2 separate regions of the Mus musculus genome follow, and region 1 is linked to region 2. The links are chromatin contacts, called in public Hi-C maps. All regions are on one chromosome and are shown on one strand. The core of a region is the stretch at or near the end of the contact, and the rest is flanking DNA. Distances in the headings are between cores, read along the strand shown. Region 1 overlaps Cradd (CASP2 and RIPK1 domain containing adaptor with death domain). Region 2 has its middle 30 kb from the start of Gm40744.

Region 1 (3,437 bases), core at 22-2,521, 210 kb after region 2:
CCAGGGGATGCAAAAGTCAAAGTGTGAACCACACGGCTAGAAAGGCAGAGCCCACGGGGGTCTGGGCTACAAATAATCCAGCTAATTCCGCCGTTTTCTTGGCCCGTTACTTTTCAAAAGTACTTTTCGGGGAAACCAATTACAAAAGGCGTTATGCTGTGTGCTGAGATCGGTTTTTCAGCAGCGGCTCTTCTTTGGTTGCCTGGGATAGCCCACATCTACCTCCCTATACACAGGAAGAAAGGCATTGCTTTCCTTGCCAGACATCTCTCTGTCTCGGCTTCACTTGCTTATCCGACTTTCAATTCTGCTGTGCGGTAAGATATCCCGGCTAAAAGAACCGCGCGAGAGGAAGGGTTTGCTTTTGTTCTCCATCCATGATAACCCATCACTGCAGGGAAGTTACTGGTCAGAACTTGAAGAGACTCATCCATCGTATCACATCAACAGCCAAGCGCGGAGAGAGAGAACGCCATGCGTGTCTGGTGCTCTGCTAGCTTTCTCTGCTCTTACACAGCCTAGGTAGGTCTAAGCCAGGCAAGTGTGCTTCTCGCTATCAGGCTGGGTCTTCCTACATTAATAAGCACAATTGAGATAACCCGTCATAGACATTTCCCACGGGCCGACCTGCTCAAAATGATTCCTCATTGGGACTCTCTTCCCAGGTGATTTTAGGGTCCCGGGCTGGCATTTACAGCTAACCATCACTGCTCAATTCTCATAGAAGATCTAAAGGAAGGCACCAAGGTATCGTCACTCTGCTAAGCAAAAAACTAAAGCACAGTGGGCAGGAACTCGCCAAGGTCAGACTGCCTGAAGTGAACCAGCCAGAAGTGGAACCCAGGCAACCTGGCCCCTTAGATGTGCTTTGAAATGTCACACACTGCCTCCTGCTGCCTCTCCGAGCATCTCAGGTGATGTCTGTGGAGCCTTTTAGCCTCCTGCTTTCATTCTGAATATCCCTGCTCCTCATTTGAACTGGTATCCAGAGTTCTTGTTAAGGTTTTCCTCATGTGAACTGTGGTTTTTAAATGACCCCTCTCCCATTCCCTCTATTTTCCTCCACTCTTGATCCAGCAAGGTTTGCCGGCTCTCCGTCTGTATGTGAATGAGTCTTCTCTTCTGGCTGAAGAACAGGAAGCAGGCCCTGTGTTGACTCCGTTTGAATCCTTTACAGAGATGCCAAGAGTGGTACACAGAACAAGCCCTCTTACACAGACAGGGCAGGCCAAGTGGGGATAATAGGGCCTGGCCACATGGACACCGTGAGTCAGATGGGAACACACGTTTATCTGTCACAACCCCAATTAAGGGAAAGGGCCCTATTTTGTAAAGTACTGACCTTGTGGCCAGAAATGTCAACGTAATGAATTGGCTAATTGTTCCTTCTTGTTGCAGCTCTTTGCCGGTGCCGTCTCTACATCACAGCATCAAAACTGGAAGGCGCCTTATTTGGTGTGCCCTATGACCTTGTGAGGCTGTTCAGAAGTCAGCCACCTCTCACATCAATTTTTGGGTCCCACTGCATTTGGGGGTACTGTGTAGCAGGGCTCCCCTCTGTATCTGCTCCTGTCTTCTCTTCAGTTCCCCAGGGGCTGGGAGGCTGCTCTCTGCCAGATGCCCGGGAACACTGCTGTCAGCGGGTGGCTTCTGGTCCTCATCCCATCCTCTGTATGCACTCCTTCCTAGCAGATCTTTCTTCACACTCCTCCCTGCTAATGTTCCTCCTCACATCCCTGTCTTGTAGGATCAGGATCCTGGGAGTCCTGAGGACACAGGGAAGTATGCTCAGATTATCCCAAACAAGTTATATTACAGTCACAATGGACCCATTTGACCCCTCTGTATTTCAGGGGCATCAGAGAATCTAGTCATCACTCTTCCCCCAATATTGTTCGCTTCAGACTGCGAGGTCGGGTCAACTCCACGGAGGCCTTGGCCCTTAGCAGAGTCTGCATCCTTAGCAGGAACAATTTGCTCAAGCAGAGAAATTGGATCCCGTCTAAATGACAGGGAGAACAATATGTCTACAGCCAGGACTGAAGCCTGGCTTGCACTTCATGCCTGGCACAGCCCCAACATGGACTCAGCCAGCCGCAGAGAAACCTCTTCAGGCCACCAGGCTATGACAACCAATTCCGCTGCCCTCACTTGCCCTTCACTGTCTCCTTACCCCTCAATTTGTGTTTTGTTGGAGAGCAACCTCCTCTGGTTCCAGTAGGCTCCTCTCCTGGGATAACAGCATCTGGAGAAAAGGAAGGTTCTGGCTGGCCTGGCCACCCATCTGTCCCAGACTCTTAACACCTTCTCTACTTTGCCTGGGCCACTCTAAGCTCGTCTTGTCCCCCTACACTGCTCAGATACACATCCTCCTCAGGCCAATGATTCCTTAACATCCGAGGACCCCAGTTCAATGCCATCTTGGGATGGGAGCCTCTCTGCTGGCACTTGGACCACTGAGGGTTTCTTGGATTTGGGATCTTCATGCATCACACTGTGGATGAGCCAGAAAACTCAACTCAGAATAGTGACAGAGGTCAGACATTAAAATAAAGCAAGAAAGCAAGAAAGCAAGAAAGAGAGAGAGAGAGAGAGAGAGAGAGAGAGAGAGAGAGAGAGAGAAGGGGGAAGGGGGAAGGAAGGGGGAAGGGGGAAGGGGGAAGGGGGAAGGGGGAAGGGGGAAGGAAGGAAGGAAGGAAGGGGGAAGGGGGAAGGGGGAAGGAAGGGGGAAGGGGGAAGGGGGAAGGGGGGGAAGGGGGGAAGGGGGAAGGGGGAAGGGGGGGAAGGGGGAAGAAGGGGGAAGGGGGAAGGGGAAGGGGGAAGGGGAAGGGGAAGGGGAAGGGAAGGGGAAGGGAAGGGAGAGAGAGAAGGAAGGAAGGGAGAGAGAGAAGGAAGGAAGGAAGAGAGAGAGAGAGAGAGAGAGAAAGAAAGAAAGAAAGAAAGAAAGAAAGAAAGAAAGAAAGAAAGAAAGAAAGAAAGAAAGAAAGAAAGAGAAAGAAAAGAAAGAGAAGCAGGCATTAGAATTCCCAGAGGCATGCACGATGTGGATGGGTGAGAACGTACAGGCACTAATGTATAAAGGAGGTTCTTAGTGGGTAAAGGCGCCTGCCACCCAGCCAGGCGATCTGAGTTCAATACCTAGGACCCCCATGTTGTTAGGAGAGAGCCAACTTCTAAGGTGTCCCCTGACCTACACACATGCACACATCCACACACAGACAGTGTGTATACCATAGAAGAAAGAGGAAGTGTCTGGCCCAGTGTCTTCTGATTGCTTATAATCCCGTTTCTGAAATGAGCTAAGAGAAGCTACCAAGCAAGAAGGTGGAGAATGTAACATTTGCATTACTTTACGTATATAGTAAGTGCGCTGTAAATTCAAAGTCTACTTATTGTAGGCTCTTGACACCTTCCACAGTGCTGCAGCAGATGCGAGG
Region 2 (3,697 bases), core at 638-3,137:
TGGCGGCCTGCCACAGCCGTGTTTATGGATGGTGTGTCTAGGTTCACATCAACGGAATTGGTGCAGGGTGAGGGTGTACCCATTTCTAGCTTCTACCCTGTTTTCCCTTTTCGCTTCTGAAGCCAAAGAGCACAACCCATCTCTTGCTTCCTGTCCATTCCCAAGCCATAGTCTGTGAGTGCTGCAGACCTTGCCATTGATGGAGCAGCTCCCAGACTTTGTCCCTTTGGAATCTTCCAAGGCCAGGGACACTGGTGACCAGTGTCTCCCTTGGCCCATGTCCCACTCAGCACCTTTCCTGTCTTCCTGATGGCTTGTTCTCAGTTCCAGAGAGGCCCACACCTCCGCCCACATGTTTTCAGTTCTGTTCTCCACACCTATGACATCATGTGCTCACGCACATTGTAATTCCGGTCCCAGTATGGTTCCTGAATTCGAGTGTTTCTGCCTATATGGTGTTCCAGCTGCACGCCCACAAGATTCCTGGACTCTCACAACCCAACAACACCACTCATTATCCCCATCCCCACCCACCTCTCAGAATGATCCCAGCACATTCTCTGGTGACCTGTTCACCCCTTTAGACGGTGCGGTGCTCCCTCAAAGCCTGTCATGTGCACACCCTGCCCTTACTGCCTTTTCTGTATTCTACCAGCTGCTTACTGATGTATAACTACTGCAATGGTGCAGTTACACCCTCTCGTTCTGGAAGCTCTTTGTGAGTTCAGGTCCTTGGGCCTTACTTATAGAGTCTGATTTAGTAAGAACAAAGGTAGGGTCAGGGATATATAGTCTTAGATGCCCCCTATCCCAGTAAACAAAACAAAACAAAACAAAACAAAAAACCAACCCATGACCAAGGCCTCTCAGCCCAGTGCTTTGTCTGTGGATTAAGAGCTACAACTAGAGTTGCCTAACATCTTCTGACCACTTGATAGTTCCTGAGCTGTATCGAGCCCTGTCTATGCAGGCACACCACTAACTCTAGGTTTAAACCACTGACGACTCCATTTTACGCTGTGAACACAGGGGTACAGGGAGCCATCAGTCTGTCCAAGGACACTGTGCCTCCCATCCAAAGCCTGTTCTCAATGCTACGTTTTCCTTTGTCGTCTGCCTGCATGGTCCTGCTGGCCAGATGGCTTTTGTTCTCCAAGTGGCCAACCCCCTCCATTTTTCTGTGGCTTCTGAACACATTGCATAGCTATCAGCTTAAATCCCCTCCAATTGGTTAATCATAGTTTTATAGACCAGCACAGACAGCCTGAGTCCTCTCTCTGTGGTGTTGCAAAGCTAAACTCAGGCGTCAGCTGGGACTTGGTTTTTCGCAAAGCAAGCTTTGGCTTCTCTCCCAGCGCCCTGGCCACTGTCAGAACTCACTTTCTCACAGTTTGGCTCTCAGCTCTCTCCCGGCTAGCCAAATTCCTAATGAACAACCAATCAGAGAAAACTCCACAAGAGTCCTTTTGAGTCTCCAATCTCTTCTGCCAGGAACATTCCAGTCCCTTTAAAGTGTTCAGCTGATTGGGCGAGGCCTGCCTTGGACAAGCTTTAGATTTTTAAGATTGGCAGACCCGGGGATCTTAACCACACCCACAGATTCTCTTCCCAGCAGCCCTCAAGTTCATTGTTTGAACAACGGAGTGGAAGGATGTGTACATTGTGGGCTGTCAATCCACTTTTATTCTGTCACGCTACTTGACCTCCAGGACCCAGCTCAAGTGGTGACTGCTCTCCTCCATCCACAAATCACACACACACACTCCATTTTTCCAGTGGACTATGGTGTTTTTTAAATAAAACACTCCCCCAAACCCGGGTCCATTTTCTGCACCAACCTAGGCTGTTTCTAGAGAGCAGGAGCCTAGACTGGGACATCTGTGTTCCCAGTACCTAGGAGAGCGTCTAGCTTAACACATTCGCTGCTAGAACGATGTGCCAGTTGAGCAAGCTCTCCAGATAAGAGCGTTTCTTTCGGAATCACGTAGGACAATGCTTGCGGGGAAGTGCTAGAAACCTTCAGCGAGGCTGTCTTTGATTCCCCAGGTCTTTGAAGGCAAAGATGAGCTCCAGTTTACTTAAAGCTCCTCTGAGCAGAAGCCTCGGCAACGGTGAGGCGGGTGGACCACTAGGTGTCACTCAAGATTCAATAAAGAGACGCAGGTCCTTAGAAAGCCATTTCTACCTTCCCTGGGGGAGGAAAGTGCTTAGGTGGTCCCCAGCCATTGTTTCTGTTGGTTCACGATCCCTCATTAGCCGCTGTTCTCTCTCTGCGGACGGACGCATTCTGGGTCTAAAATAGGACACCAGGCAGGCACCACGAGAGTTGGAACCTCCCGACTGTCGAATACAGCCTCGCAGTTTTATAGACAGGCAACTGACGTGTGTGTGTGTGTGTGTGTGTGTGTGTGTGTGTGTGTGTGTGTGTGTGGCTTTAGGGTGTGTCTGAGTTCCCTCCTACTCAAAAGTGTCTGAGATCTTTCTCAGGACCAAGACCCCTAGCTCCGGAGCTCTAGAGCCCAAGATGAGGAAGGTAATAGGGAACAAAAAAAGTAATAATCGGCCGTCTTTTTCTTAGAAACGAAGGCCTCAGGAGTGGGGGGACACTGTCTCCTTGGGATCAAGGACTGCAATTAGCCACCGGGCTGAAGGGAAGGGGCTAAGAGAGGGCTTGTGAGGAACAGCTCCTTGGCTTGATCTCTGGTTGAGGTTTTTTTTGTTTTTTGTTTTAAATGGCCCTCTAGAAGTGAAATCTAGGCATAGGGCTCACCAACTGCCAGGTTGTATTTTTCTTCACCCTCGGCAGAGGGCGCCCTTCCCCCGTCTCAGCTCCCTGCTGGGCCAAGGCCTGAGGCCAGCCCGAATCTTTACCCAGCCGTCTTGTGAAGCACCAGGGGCCAGCTGGCTCATTACACTGAGATAATTCCGGACACACTTATGTTTGACCTTGGACGCGGTCTTGAGATGTTCTACCCCTTTGGCCCCTGTGGTTCTAGGGCACATTGCTATCTTAAGTGAATATTGATTTGCCTTTCTTGGTGCTCCTGGGAAATGAGAGGTTACCCCACTGAGAAACCAGTTAAAGAAAGCTTGTTCGGAATGGAGAGTCCTGCCGGGCTTCATACACACACACACACACACACACACACACACACACACAGAGAGAGAGAGAGAGAGAGAGAGAGAGAGAGAGAGAGAGAGAGAGAGAGAGAGAGAGAGAGAAAATCTAATCTATCAATGCAATACATTCTTTTAAAATCTGGGAGCCTCCGGCCCCTCCCCCATTTGATTTGCTCGTTCTTCTTTGCATGAAAAAAAGTCATTCATTCATTCATTTAGTTTTACAACATGTGTTTTTATTAGGCACATTCTGGATGCCAGGGACCTGGCTTGGGAAAGCGGGCTGGCTTGCTGGTTTGGGTGAAGTAACTTGTGGGAAAGGAGATAACTGAAGAGATATTTGTAGGGATAAGAGTGAGCTATGCCTGAGATGACAGCCAGAGAGGAGAGGCAGAATGGGGTGGGGGTGGGGATGACAACAAGCCTTACCTGAACCTCAGCCAGGACTCTTTTCTGCCTCCCCTCCCTCTTGGGTTGCAAACTTAACAAAGGAAGTTGCGAGTTTTTGCTCTCCGCATAGCCCTTCTCTAGGTGAAGCCAGAGGCAGAGTGTGGCTAGACTCTGTTTCCAGCTTTGC

What was found. A called contact is a pair of places that touch in the nucleus more often than the background predicts.
Region 1: a Hi-C map of the N1E-115 cell line shows a contact between it and region 2, with 9 times the contacts expected there. The contact joins two enhancer-like sites. A contact is called at or near these places in 2 of 15 datasets of contacts at CTCF or cohesin (large pre-B cells and pro-B cells), 11 of 484 Hi-C or Micro-C datasets (3T3-L1-derived adipocytes, the N1E-115 cell line, Sertoli cells and 7 more), 2 of 115 datasets of contacts at active chromatin or transcription factors (bone marrow-derived macrophages and heart atrium) and 1 of 9 other capture datasets (embryonic stem cells).

The regions. Positions count from the first base shown.
Region 1 is chr10:95,198,475-95,201,911 of GRCm38.p6, forward strand. All of the region lies in intron 2 of Cradd (CASP2 and RIPK1 domain containing adaptor with death domain), which reads right to left. Among named protein-coding and RNA genes, the nearest start is that of Gm29684, 54 kb to the left of the region's middle. Within about 2 kb of position 1,272, at least 40 of the 459 cell types and tissues checked have an H3K27ac peak or open chromatin away from gene starts, as enhancers often do. A contact at or near this core is called in the N1E-115 cell line, heart atrium and muscle stem cells, where this site is marked.
Region 2 is chr10:94,989,519-94,993,215 of GRCm38.p6, forward strand. No RefSeq gene overlaps it. Among named protein-coding and RNA genes, the nearest start is that of Gm40744, 30 kb to the left of the region's middle. Within about 2 kb of position 1,888, at least 149 of the 459 cell types and tissues checked have an H3K27ac peak or open chromatin away from gene starts, as enhancers often do. A contact at or near this core is called in the N1E-115 cell line, heart atrium and muscle stem cells, where this site is marked.